Regions from separate parts of the Strix aluco genome. Here region 1 is linked to region 2. A link is a contact called in public Hi-C data. All regions are on one chromosome and are shown on one strand. Each heading gives the region's core, a stretch centred on a gene start, on an enhancer-like site or on the middle of the called end of the contact. The rest is flanking DNA. Distances are from core to core; before and after follow the strand shown.

The links. A called contact is a pair of places that touch in the nucleus more often than the background predicts.
Region 1: a contact with region 2 is called in a Hi-C map of heart, with 7 times the contacts expected there. The contact joins the promoter of TPGS2 here to the promoter of NOL6 in region 2. A contact is called at or near these places in 2 of 2 Hi-C or Micro-C datasets (brain and heart).

Annotation. Positions count from the first base shown.
Region 1 is chrZ:87,205,910-87,211,698 of bStrAlu1.hap1, forward strand. TPGS2 (tubulin polyglutamylase complex subunit 2) reads right to left here and starts at 4,471. Exons shown (of 6, transcript XM_074811715.1): 1 at 4,274-4,471. The coding sequence starts at 4,346. It overlaps KIAA1328 (KIAA1328 ortholog), which reads left to right and starts at 4,614. Exons shown (of 11, transcript XM_074811713.1): 1 at 4,614-4,789. The coding sequence starts at 4,678.
Region 2 is chrZ:87,015,875-87,021,312 of bStrAlu1.hap1, forward strand. It overlaps NOL6 (nucleolar protein 6), which reads left to right and starts at 2,885. Exons shown (of 26, transcript XM_074812806.1): 1 at 2,885-2,922; 2 at 3,017-3,211; 3 at 4,200-4,316; 4 at 4,609-4,788; 5 at 5,433-5,438. The coding sequence starts at 2,917.

The DNA.
Region 1 (5,789 bases), core at 3,221-5,720, 190 kb after region 2:
GCTGCACATGATGCCATCCTTTGATGGTTTTTATAGATGCATATACACACACATTTTGTATTCAAGGTGTGAACTTTTGCAGAGGATTCATGGAAAAATCAACCATGGGTTCCTGGTCAAACTCTAAAAGAGAGATGAATCTTTCTTTGTAAGCATGCCCTGTGGTTTCCGTTGGGTAGGATATACTCAGCGTGACACAAGGTTGTGTACAGTGTTGCTGTGAATTGCTCACAACCATACTCCACAAAGACAGGCACACTTCAGTGCTGGATTCAGTGGGTATGATCAGATGCAGAATCTGAACCTGCTGAAGGGATCTGCATGAACAAACATCAGTTCTCTGGAATCACAGCTGGACACATGCAAATTTGTTACAAGCACTAGGCTCCTAATTTATAAAAATAATCTGAATATTTTATGGGAAAGAATGCTATATAAATGCAAGATACTAATCTACATGGTGCTATCCTTGCAGGTGTGCCACGGCAGAACAGTCTCCCTTTGCACTTATTATTTTATAATGTTTTACTTCATCTACAGCCAACTGAAACAGTTCCCACTGACTTCACTCACTTTGGATCAGGTCCAGAAAGACTACTAACTTGTTGTTGTGGGAATTGCAAGCCCAGCACACAGGGGCGTGGAATAGAAGTGATCACTATGCAGGGCTTTCAAGACCGGCTCTGCTGTGAAAGTATTGGCTCCCAAAGCAGTCACACATATTATAATTGCTTTCTGGTAAAACATACACAGTGCACTAGACAGGAAAGGCAGGCACTAGAGAGATTTTGTTTTTTTATCTCCAGCGCTGGGCTTTTAATTCTAGCAGTAGCGTTGTCCTTGTCTGTTCTGTGGGTAGAAGAGCAGTACTCAGTTTCAGGAAGTCTAAACTTCATTTTAATTGGAAGTATTGATTGGTACATTGTCAGATACTTTAAAACACAAAACATAGCACCAGGAAACCAAGCTCCAAGTTAAAGACAGAAAAAAGTAAAAAAATAAGATCATGGTAGGTCACCTAGCTAATCTGTATGGCCAAGGGGGGACCCCAACATACAGAAAACTCTGACGTTTCACCAAGTTTCACTTCCAATAGGTGGGTGCAAGGCAGGGGGATGTGTCTCTTGCTCAATTATAAGCTGTCCACATGTATTCTGCTTCTAAAGAAGTGTGCGGAATCAATGATCTAACCGGACTTTTCCATCTAAGCTATGCAAGCCTTATGACAAGAGATTATAATAACAGAGTAATTGTTATTTCTGTGATCAAAGAAAATGGCAGGGATGTTTAATTCATCATGCACAACGGCTTGGCTGGGATGATAGAAGATTAAATATCATATCAGTCAAAGATGATGTCTAGGAATAAGAGAACTGAAACTTCTAAAGAGGTCTGAACCAAATCCAAGATCAAAAGAAAGAGAAATTCTGTCTCAAAAGCCTGAATGTTATACTAAAAATATCCTGTGGGTAAACTGAAGGCCATGTTTAACAGATTTGCGTAGGTATGGACAGGAGCTCCATTAAACATTAATGAGCAACAGAAGTTGCCATGGGTTGCTTCTTCTTCCACATGGAAGAAATAAAGAAGCCACCTACTTTAAGACAAAAGATACAGGATAAAGCTTAACTAGGTCAGGTGACTCCTTTCTATTAACTATTCTGAATCAAGATCACAGTAAACTGTCCTATTTCTAGGACATTTCATCTGGAAGCTTCCAAAAATGCTTTGCACTATTAATCAGAAAGAGTCAATGTAATGATGTGACACAGTACTGCTAATACTGCCTATAAGTTGGATAAACACTCAGCATCTTTTTTAAATGTCTGAAAAGTTACTAGTGAAGCATAGTCCTGCTCTGGGTAGACCAGAACAGCTAACACCTCCCATTCAGATTTAGTTGTGGGCAATCAACCTTCCTGGAATTTGCTATTAGTCACGGAACTTCAGCAAAATTAATCATACTGGCAATGGGAAAGATGTTTGTCTTTTTTTCTCAAATTATAACTTCCATAATGCTTGTGAGAAATCTCCCACCTTGTAGGGACTTCCACAGAGACTACAAGTTAAAAAAAACAAAACAACCCCTTCACCCCCCCCAGCCTCATATATAGAATTTGCTTAAAGAAGGGTTTTTGAAATGGTGCCATGAACATTTGTTCATAAAGGTACTAGAAAATTGGGCCTCAATCTCCCATTATAATGTATGTGCAAAATTTTCCTGCTTAAAAGGAGTATGTTGAGTTTCATTAAAAGATCATTTCTATCTCCTGAAAAAAATGTTTCACAAACTCAACAAAGTTAAAAGCCTATTACTGCTTTTGTGTTATGGTACGCAGAAAAGTATCTACTGGTTTCATGAAACTTCCCAAAAGATTTAAAATAAGATAGCTTCTAGTGCTGCAAACTACTGAGTGAGGCATCTTTCTGAATGAGAAATCCTTCTTTATTTGAAAGAAACAAACACTGAACAGATTGATAACGTTTCCCAATTAGTTCAGCAATTCCAATTAATATGGTGGCACAATTTACATGATTTGGTCTACTCCACTGGGAAAAAATGTGCAAAATACCCAGGAGTGGAGAGACAGAGAAAAGAACCAAAGTAAATCATCACTGCAATGGACTGGGGTGCATATTAATATATTGCACAATACAGGTTGTCAGAGATACAGACAGAAAAACAAAAAAACCCAAACACAAATGAGGCAACACCTTCTGTGAAAGGGATGCTACAGGACTTTCAGAGTCAAACCTGCATTGTCATGCCCTGCTGGTGTAAATAACACACCTACCCAAAACAGTTTATATGTCAACGTTACTTCTGGATGTAGTAACACCATGCAGATCTCATATATCTGAGCCCGGGTGGTGAAAATGTGGGAAGGGCTAGTAATTTTTTTAAAAAGGGCTACTTCAAATAAGCATTTGCCATCATGGTCGATCAGCAGTAGTTTGGCCTCTTTAATGCTCTCACAGAGTAGAGTGAAGTTATCCTGACCTCTCAACTGGAAAATGAAAAATACAAACCAAAAAAAGCCCAAGAAGTCCAATAATAAGTCAGTAGAGAAGGCTGAACAGAGAGCGCAGATGAAGTCCTGTCCTCACTGAAGCCCACAGCATGAATTTTGCCCTGATCTTTTAATCTCGTCTGTCTGAGCAGCTATCTAAAAACATGTGCAATTAACGATACACTTGGGTTACCAATGAAATTCACAGTCCTGCAATACAGCAGTTGGGTGAGGTAACCACAGCAGTCACTTCTGGCTTTAAAATTCATAGGAAGAAGTTCTGGAACTGCAGTTTGTAATGTTGTCATATGCAAAGCTTGGGATAGAAGTATTGGTACATGGATTCTGTGCCCCAGGTTGCTGCCAGGTGAAAGGTCTGATGCTAAAATGCTTTATACGTGCAAATACTTTCACCAGTTCTTGTGATTCTAGTGCCATTAGTAAAGGTTAGTCTGAGAAGCCTTACTTTCAGATCTTGGCTGTCTTGCACTCCTGCTGAACTTCAAAGGGAACTCCTGGGATGCAAGAAAGGTCAAGATCTGAGCAAAAACCAGAGATGGCAAGCTGGGCATGTTGTGGAAAAAGTCCCATGGTACGGGAATAAGCTGCAGGGTGACTACTTATGGGGAGCTGATCCTGAGCAGATTCACAGATTAGTCTTCTGCCAGAACACTGCACCTCACTGTACTGCTTCCATTGGGCACGCTACCTGCTGACCCTACATTACAACAGAGGCCAAGAATTATGCATGATTTGGAATAAAACACCACCTTCTGTCTTTGATTTTTTTGAAACCGCAGCGCTCTCTTAAGTCGAGAGATTCAGGACATCTGCCACTGATTCAAACACTAGAAACAGGGGTGTTGTGTGTGTGTAGAAGCAGCACAGCTATGTGATTCCGGAGGACGAATCCTCGGCAACCGTGTGACTAGGGTCCCACCAGCAGCACCGTGGCTCCCAGCGCTGCAGGCACCCAGACCTCACACCCCGGGGCTGCCCGGCGGCTCTCGGCCACAGGGCCGACACGGGCAGCCACAGCCGGGCCCTGCCCTGCCAGGCCCAGCCCCACTGCTGCTGCAAGGGCCTCGGGGCGGGGACCTCGGGGCTGGGGCCTACAGGGCCGCTCCGGGGACCCCCACCCTGAGCGCTGAGGGAGGCGCCTCTTCCCGCCGCGGGGCGGTTTCCATGACAACCGAGTGACACCCCCACGCCCCCGCCTTACTCCCCTCAGGCCCAACGGGTTGTCGCACAGCGCTACTCACCCAGTATCCGTGTGACCCCCAGGGTGAGCTTGTCCAGGTAGGGCTTGATGCTGGCGGAAGGCTTCTCCTCCATCCTTCACAGGCTCCCCTCACAGTCAACGCGGGCGAGGCCGATGGGGGCGTGTGCGTGTGTGTCGGGTGGGGGGGGGGGGGCACGGACGGGCACACACACACACCCCCCACACACCCCTTTTGTCCTTCCTCCCACCCCGTAGCGGCGGCTACGCCGCGAGGCGCGCTGGGAGCCGTAGTTCCCCTGGCCGGTGCCTCGGTCAGGCTGTGGCGGGCGGGAAGCGTGAGGCGGCCCGAGGGGAGCGGCCGTTCGGCGGGAGCCCGGCGGACTGCGGCTCCCAGCCTGCCCCGCTCCCCCGGCAGCGGCGGGGCCAGGCCGGCGCGGGCAGCCAATGGGCGGCGAGCGGCGGGGGGGCGGCGGGGGGCACGCTGGGAGTGGCGGTTGTTTCAAGATGGCGGAGGTGGCTGCCGGGCCGGGCGGAGGCGCTTACTGGAGTCCGGACAGTATCCTTCCGTAGTGGCGGCGGCGGCTCGGGGTGGGCGGGCCGCGGCGGGGCCTCCGCCCCGGGGTTGTGCCGTGGCGGGGGTGGGGGCCCGGGGGGAGCGGACGGGCGGGAGGGAGGGTGCTGAGTTGAGGCAGAGCGGGGAGGTGGAGGGGGGCGGCTTGTCAGGACAGGCGACGGGGGCGTGCGCGTTGGGGTCTGGGTGTAGAGAAGGCCGTGGGACGGGTGGGGTTTTGTGGCCGTGGGGCGGGAGGTCTGGGGGCTCCGCTTGCGAGTGTGGGGGAGCTCGGCCTGGGGAGAGAGGTTGGGCAGGGGCCTGTGTGCGGGGAGCGGAGAGTTAAGTGGGGTTTGAAAGTAAAGGTGGCCTGCAAGAAGAGAGGGGCTTGGGTGGCCACTCTCTGTGTGATCTGGCTGCGAAGTCCCGGGGGAGGTAAATATGTAGAAAATGTGGGAATTGGGTTCAGGTTATGGAAACTTTCAAGGGGATCAACAGTGAGAAACCGAGGTTAGTGGCTGAACAGTCAGCAAGAAAAAGAAGCGTCTTTGGTGAATGGTGCCTGTGCTTGAGTACAAGCATGACATTTAGGGTAAGCCTAATGGAGGCTGGAGTGCTCGATCTGTGAGGGACGAGAGGGAGGCTGTGGTGGCTTTGTCTGCAGAAGACATGCAGGCTCCAGTTGTGGGAGACTACATGGGGCTGGACATGTAGATGGAGTAGGTGGTGGTTGTGGTGTTGGGGATTCAGCCTGTGAAAGCCTGGCTAAAGAGAGGTGTGCTTGCATGGTTCTGAGAACCACAAGGAGTTGGCATTGATGTTGGGGCTCATGTGGCTGAGTTGGAAGCCCAGCTACATGAAGACAGGAACTGTCAGTCTGGCCTGGCAGAAATTTAGGAGCTGACAGTTTAGGGCAGGTATGAGGGACTTGAGCTATTGCTGTTGCTCACACTGAGAGTGGGATTCCAGCATCAGCTAGAAGTGAAAAGAATAGTATGTGTCAGTG
Region 2 (5,438 bases), core at 1,635-4,134:
TTCATACTCAGTGGAGTCACTGGGGCTGTGTACAAGAATTGCCTGCAAAACCAGCTGGGAGTTGAATGTCTACACGAACTGGAAGTCAATTTTGGAGGCAATCTTGGTGTGCAAGGGAGTGTGGGGCAGCGTGTGCATGGGTGCGGATGGATGAAGGGGGTTCATCTCCCTGCCTTAAGGGGCAGCCCACGGGACCCAACCCAGCCACCAAGATGGAGGAAGAAGCGATTCAGAGGTTACAATGAGCAAAAATCCTCTCCTGGGGTGCTCTGGAGAGGGTTGGGGATGTTGCTGCTGGTGGCTGAGATTGAGAGGCTGTGATGCAGCAGCCAGGCAGGAGCTGCAATGAGCAGTAACAGGGACCAGCAGTCTGGGCTCATACCTACAGCCATCTCTCACATCCCCACTGCAAGCATTTGCACGCAGAAGGTGGTCCCCAAATACAACAACAGGTCAGCTCAACTTGGTACACTTTCCTTGGAAATCAGGACCCAAACACCCACCTGCAGCAGTCCCAGTCCCCTGGTTGACACAAGGCTCAGACCCGGCTTTCAGCAGGTTCTCCTGCATGGACATGGTTAAATACCAGGTATGTGAGGCTTGAGGAGGCTCTTGGCAATGAGGCTGATGATGGTGCCCAGCTAGGCAGCAGGTCAGGCAACATACAGGCTGATGCCAGCCTTTCAGCCTTTTCTGGGAAGAGAAATGATGACTGGCTTCGAGCAGGAAGCCAGCACTGGGATTTCCATGGCAGAGACGCTGTGCAGCAGCAGTGTGTGGAAACGAGCTCTGCAGGGTGAAAGCTGGGGAGCCATGGGTGCCTGCAGACGTGGCGTTGCTCTGCTTTCCCTAGCAGAGGTAAGGGTGAGAGCCTGCCCCACTCCGTCACAAGCCAGATGCAGCAAAGCCTTGCAGGGCAGATGGAAAATCAGCTGCAAACATCCTCTGAACTCCCAGCTTGTTGTTTTTTCTCTCCAACACTCAGCCTGCTCATTTTTCCCCAAAACCTGCTTGATTTTCCCCAAACCTAATTGTATTTCCCACAAGCACAGCCCATGAACAGTGGGCTGATTTGGCTTAGGGGTCCTGTGCTGGTGACAGAGCTTAGCCCAATTCATTTACCTTCAGAATGGATACATGACCTTCTACTCTCTGTCTTAACATGCCTACACATCTACTCTTGAAGAGATCCTGTTTATAGTGTTCCCACAGCGCAGGAAAAAACCTGAACTGCAGGTGGCCAGGGTTCAGGGAGAATTTGGATCTGACATGGAGATTAGACATTCCAGGCTGGGATGTTGCCCCAGAGCAGAGTCCTTCTAAAGAAGGACAGTCCCACTGGAGTCAAAACATCCCTGTTTCATGGGAGAAGCTATCTACAGTTACGCAAAAACCAGCAAAAGAGCTGGCAACAGAACTAAAATTATTTGAGCCCCAAATCTGTGACCTCCTGTTCAGGGACACACATAGGTTGGGCTTTTAAATATCCTGACAACCCAAATCTGGTCAGACCTTGGGTTTGGAGTTGCTTCTGTAAAGGCATATATACATAAAGGCATATATAAAGGTGATATTTCTCCCGCTCTGGTAACCAGCACACAGGCTGCTGCTGGGCCAGCCCTGCTCCCAGTGCCTGTGCCAGCCCCTGTGGGAGCTGGCCAAGCTGGGTCAGCCTGCCACAACAGCTCTCTGCAGGTCACGTACGGGATGTCCACCCTGATTAATCATGAAGTACCAGAGCCCGGCTCTGCAGCGTACAGGCAGTTCCACACTCGCCCTACCCAGGATCAACCCGACCGTGCCGCTTCCAGCCTGGCTGCTTTGGAAAATAAAGTTCTTTTCTGGGTGCAGGACATGGTGTGTCTTGAAAACATCCAAGTAATTCAGGGTAGTTCTAAAATCCTCATGCCAGAAGGCACACGCAGCCACCTGAGGCTCAAAACTGGAGAGGGATGACTTGCCAGCTGTTTGCCAGAATTGTGCATATTGTGCAAACTGCACCTTATTTTACTATGTGTATATATACAGCTGGCATCAGCTGCTCTGAGCCCAGACCATGCCCTTGTTACTCACCTAACCTCAAACAGCCCCAAATTTTCCCCTTGTCTAGATAGAAAGTCACACCAGACTGAAAACTGGAGTCTGGTATGTTTATTAACCTCCGATATACTACATCTCCGCCTCCCCAATTATTTTAAGGTCCCTTTTGAACACGATGTTAAGTATGTGGTGCTGCTGAAATCAGGGTCCCCAAGAGGCACCACAGGTAGGCCCTGGCCAGCGGGGTAATGTTGTCCTGCAGGCCGAACCGGCTTGTGGCACCCACGTGCGGCCAGCCTGAACGCAAAACCACACCGGGCTGCCCCGAGAACTGCAGTTTGGGGTTAAAGGTTGTGAATTTGGGTTACAGCCCGTCTGGCCCTGGACAGCCAGCCGATCCAGCTCCAGGCTCCACCCCAGCCAAGCGAGGGGGAGGTCCAAGGCGGTCGGGGGGGGGGGGGAGGGGCCCAGCCGACGGCCTGCAGGGCAAAACAGGGCACCTCAGTGGGACGACCCTGGGTCCGTACCCGGCGATAGCCCGAGGGGCAGCGACCCCCACCCCGGGGAGACACGCCCCCCCCTCCTCCTCCCCAGAGCCGTGCGGGGCGGGAGCTGCGCTGCCGTCAAGCACACACAACTGATGCAAAACACGCCGCTCCAAACACGACCTGCCGCAAAGCGAGGAAGCACGCCCTCCCAGCCCTGCTCAAGCGAGCTCGTCTCCGTGGGCGGGAAGGCGGGGCACAGCCGGCGCAGCCAATAGAAGCCCCGCGCCGGTAAGCGGCGGCCAATGGGGAGCGGCGCTCCGCGGCTAGCAGGGTGCGTGGAGCCGCACGTGGCGACAGGGTCCGCGCGTGTGCGGCGGCGGCGGCGGCCATGGCGGTGAGGCGGCGGCGGCTTTGGGGAGGGGGGATCGGCGCCCCGAGGGCGCCTGCGGCGGGACTCTGGGTCGAGCCGTGCTGTCTTCTCCTCGCAGGGCTCTGCGCAGGGCCGGGAGTCCCCCGCCAGGGGCGCGGCGCGTGGCGGGAAGAGGGCCGCCCCGACTGGGGCCGGGGCCCTGCAGCCGGCGAAGCTGAGCCGGGCCGAGCTCTACAAGCCGCCGACCAGCGAGGAGCTGAGCCAGCTGAAGGAGACCGAGGACCTCTTCCACTCCAGCCTGCTCCGCCTGCAGGTCAGCCGGGGGGCCCGCCGGCCCGGGGAGCCGCCGTTGGCCGCGCTCTGCTCCGCTGGGGGCTAAACTGAGGAGGGAGGGGAGGAGCAGAGGGACCCTGGACCCAGAGCTTCCCAGGAACCGCCTGGGAAAGAGACCCCCGGACGCTGGCAGGCCCCTGAGCCCTCCTGACCCGGTAACTCTAGGCAGCGGCCGCTGCTGCAGGAGCTGGGCACGGGGCAGGGACAGAAGGCACAGGCTTTACAAGGCACCCAGCGTATTACGCATGTTTCCACAGTAATTCCTATTACTGCCCTGCGCCAGGCGCTGGGTGTCTTCTACACCATTAAAATTGAACCTCTCCAGCACTTAACTGCAGTACGGTGGAAGCATCCCTCCCTGTGGAGATTTGTTGCTCTCTGGGGTGAGGAAGTAACATCACCAGCTGTGTCTGACTGCTGTCTTTGATCAGCTTCTGTGATGGGGCAGGAGGATTTTTTTACGTCCTGGTAAAGCTAGCTGTGTTGGGGGGAGGTCAGGCTGGTTCCTAGATGGCTTCTGGTGGTTGTAACATTTTAATGTTGGTGAGGAGTGGCTTTGATCTCCTGGCTACCTGCTGGTGTTGGCGGCAAGGGCCTGGTTCGTGCTGTGAACCTGCATTGTTGTTTCCTGCAGCTGATACTCTGTCGTGCAAAAAGCCTATCTGAGAGCTGTGCTTCTGTGAATCACACCAGTTTTTTTGTGGCTGGACCTCACACAGAAGCTGGTGGGATGGAGTTGATTGCCATCCAGCCCTTCACAGGAGATGTCAGAAGCTGTGTTATCCTTCTGCCTGTGGACTGAGTGGACTCCCAGCTCCAGGCAGGGTTTGTGGAGAGGCACAGGTGTGTTCTTCAGCAAACCTGCTGCCCTCTTCACCAGGCTCGTGGTTGGTGCTGGAGGACAAGGTAAAAGGCAGGAGCAGTTCTGGTGTTGCAACTGCCTTTGATGCTCCCCTTTCCCCCTGCAGATCGAAGAGCTTCTGAAGGAGGTGACATTGAAGGAGACGAAGAAGAAGAAGATTGATGCCTTCCTCCATGAAATTAACAGCCTGCTGAGTGCCATCCCAGATACCCCAGAAACTGAAGTACGTTCCAGAGGGATGGAGGAGGTGGTGGCAAGAGCCCTGTATGGAGCAGGCTCTGCTGTTGCTGTGCAAGCAGTGGTCCTCATGGACTGTCTGCCTTAGGGACTGAAAAAATACTACTATGCTTTATCTTGGAAGGGAGAGGGTAACACTCTGTCTTTAAGCCCTGGGTGCAGGCACCTGCAGCTGTGTGGGCAGAGGGGTCCTGATCCCTGCACATCTGCTGTTGGTGGTGCTTAGAGTGATTTTTTTTTTTTTTTTTTTTTTTTTTTTGTGTCCCGTCTGTTTCCAGCTCACTGACCAGGCCTGGCTCCCCAGGGGTGTGAAGGTCCCATTCCTGCAGGTGCCATTCAGTGTGAAGGGGAGATTCCGCTTTGTGCCCCCGACTGAGCTGAAGGTGGTGGGCAGCTACCTGCTGGGCACCTGCATTAAGCCGGAGATCAACGTGGATGTAGCGGTGACCATGCCGCGGGTGAGTCTGGCCATGCCTGCTGCTGAGTGGCCTGGGGCCTGGCTGAGCCCCCTCCCCTCCTGTCCCCCACAGCCCCCGCCTTGTCCTCTCCATTCCTGAATGAGGTTACAGCATCTGGATGTGCAGTGTGGTGACTCCCATGAGGAGCTGAGGAGTGCAGTCTCACCGCTTGCTCTATCAGAGCTTGCAGCTGCTTTGATTTTAGCTCCGCATGAGGATCTTCCTTCTCTCTGTCTGGGCTGAACCTCTTCCACGTTGATGTGAAGGCAGGTGCTGTCCAACTTTGTACCCCACTGCACTTCTGCTCCGGTTCCCAAGACTGTATTACAGGGAGGGTGATGTCTGCAGGCTGTTACCCCCCTAGAGCTCCCTCCCCTTCCTGCCTAGGCTTGCTCTAACTGGGTTTGAGATGAAACAACACACTGTTTAGCTGCATGTCTCTCTGTCTCCAGTGATCCTAGAGCCTGGTGAGCCAGCAGCAGTGTAGTGCTCCTGACCGACTTGGAGCCCCTTGGGGCTGTAGCCACACAGCTGAGATAGGGCTGTCTGTGGGGCCAGGGAGAGTGGTAGGTGGTGTAGTGCCTCGGGCTGAACCGGGCTCTGCAGGCAGGTGAGGTGAGACTGCCACGTCCCTCTTTTCCCAGGAAATC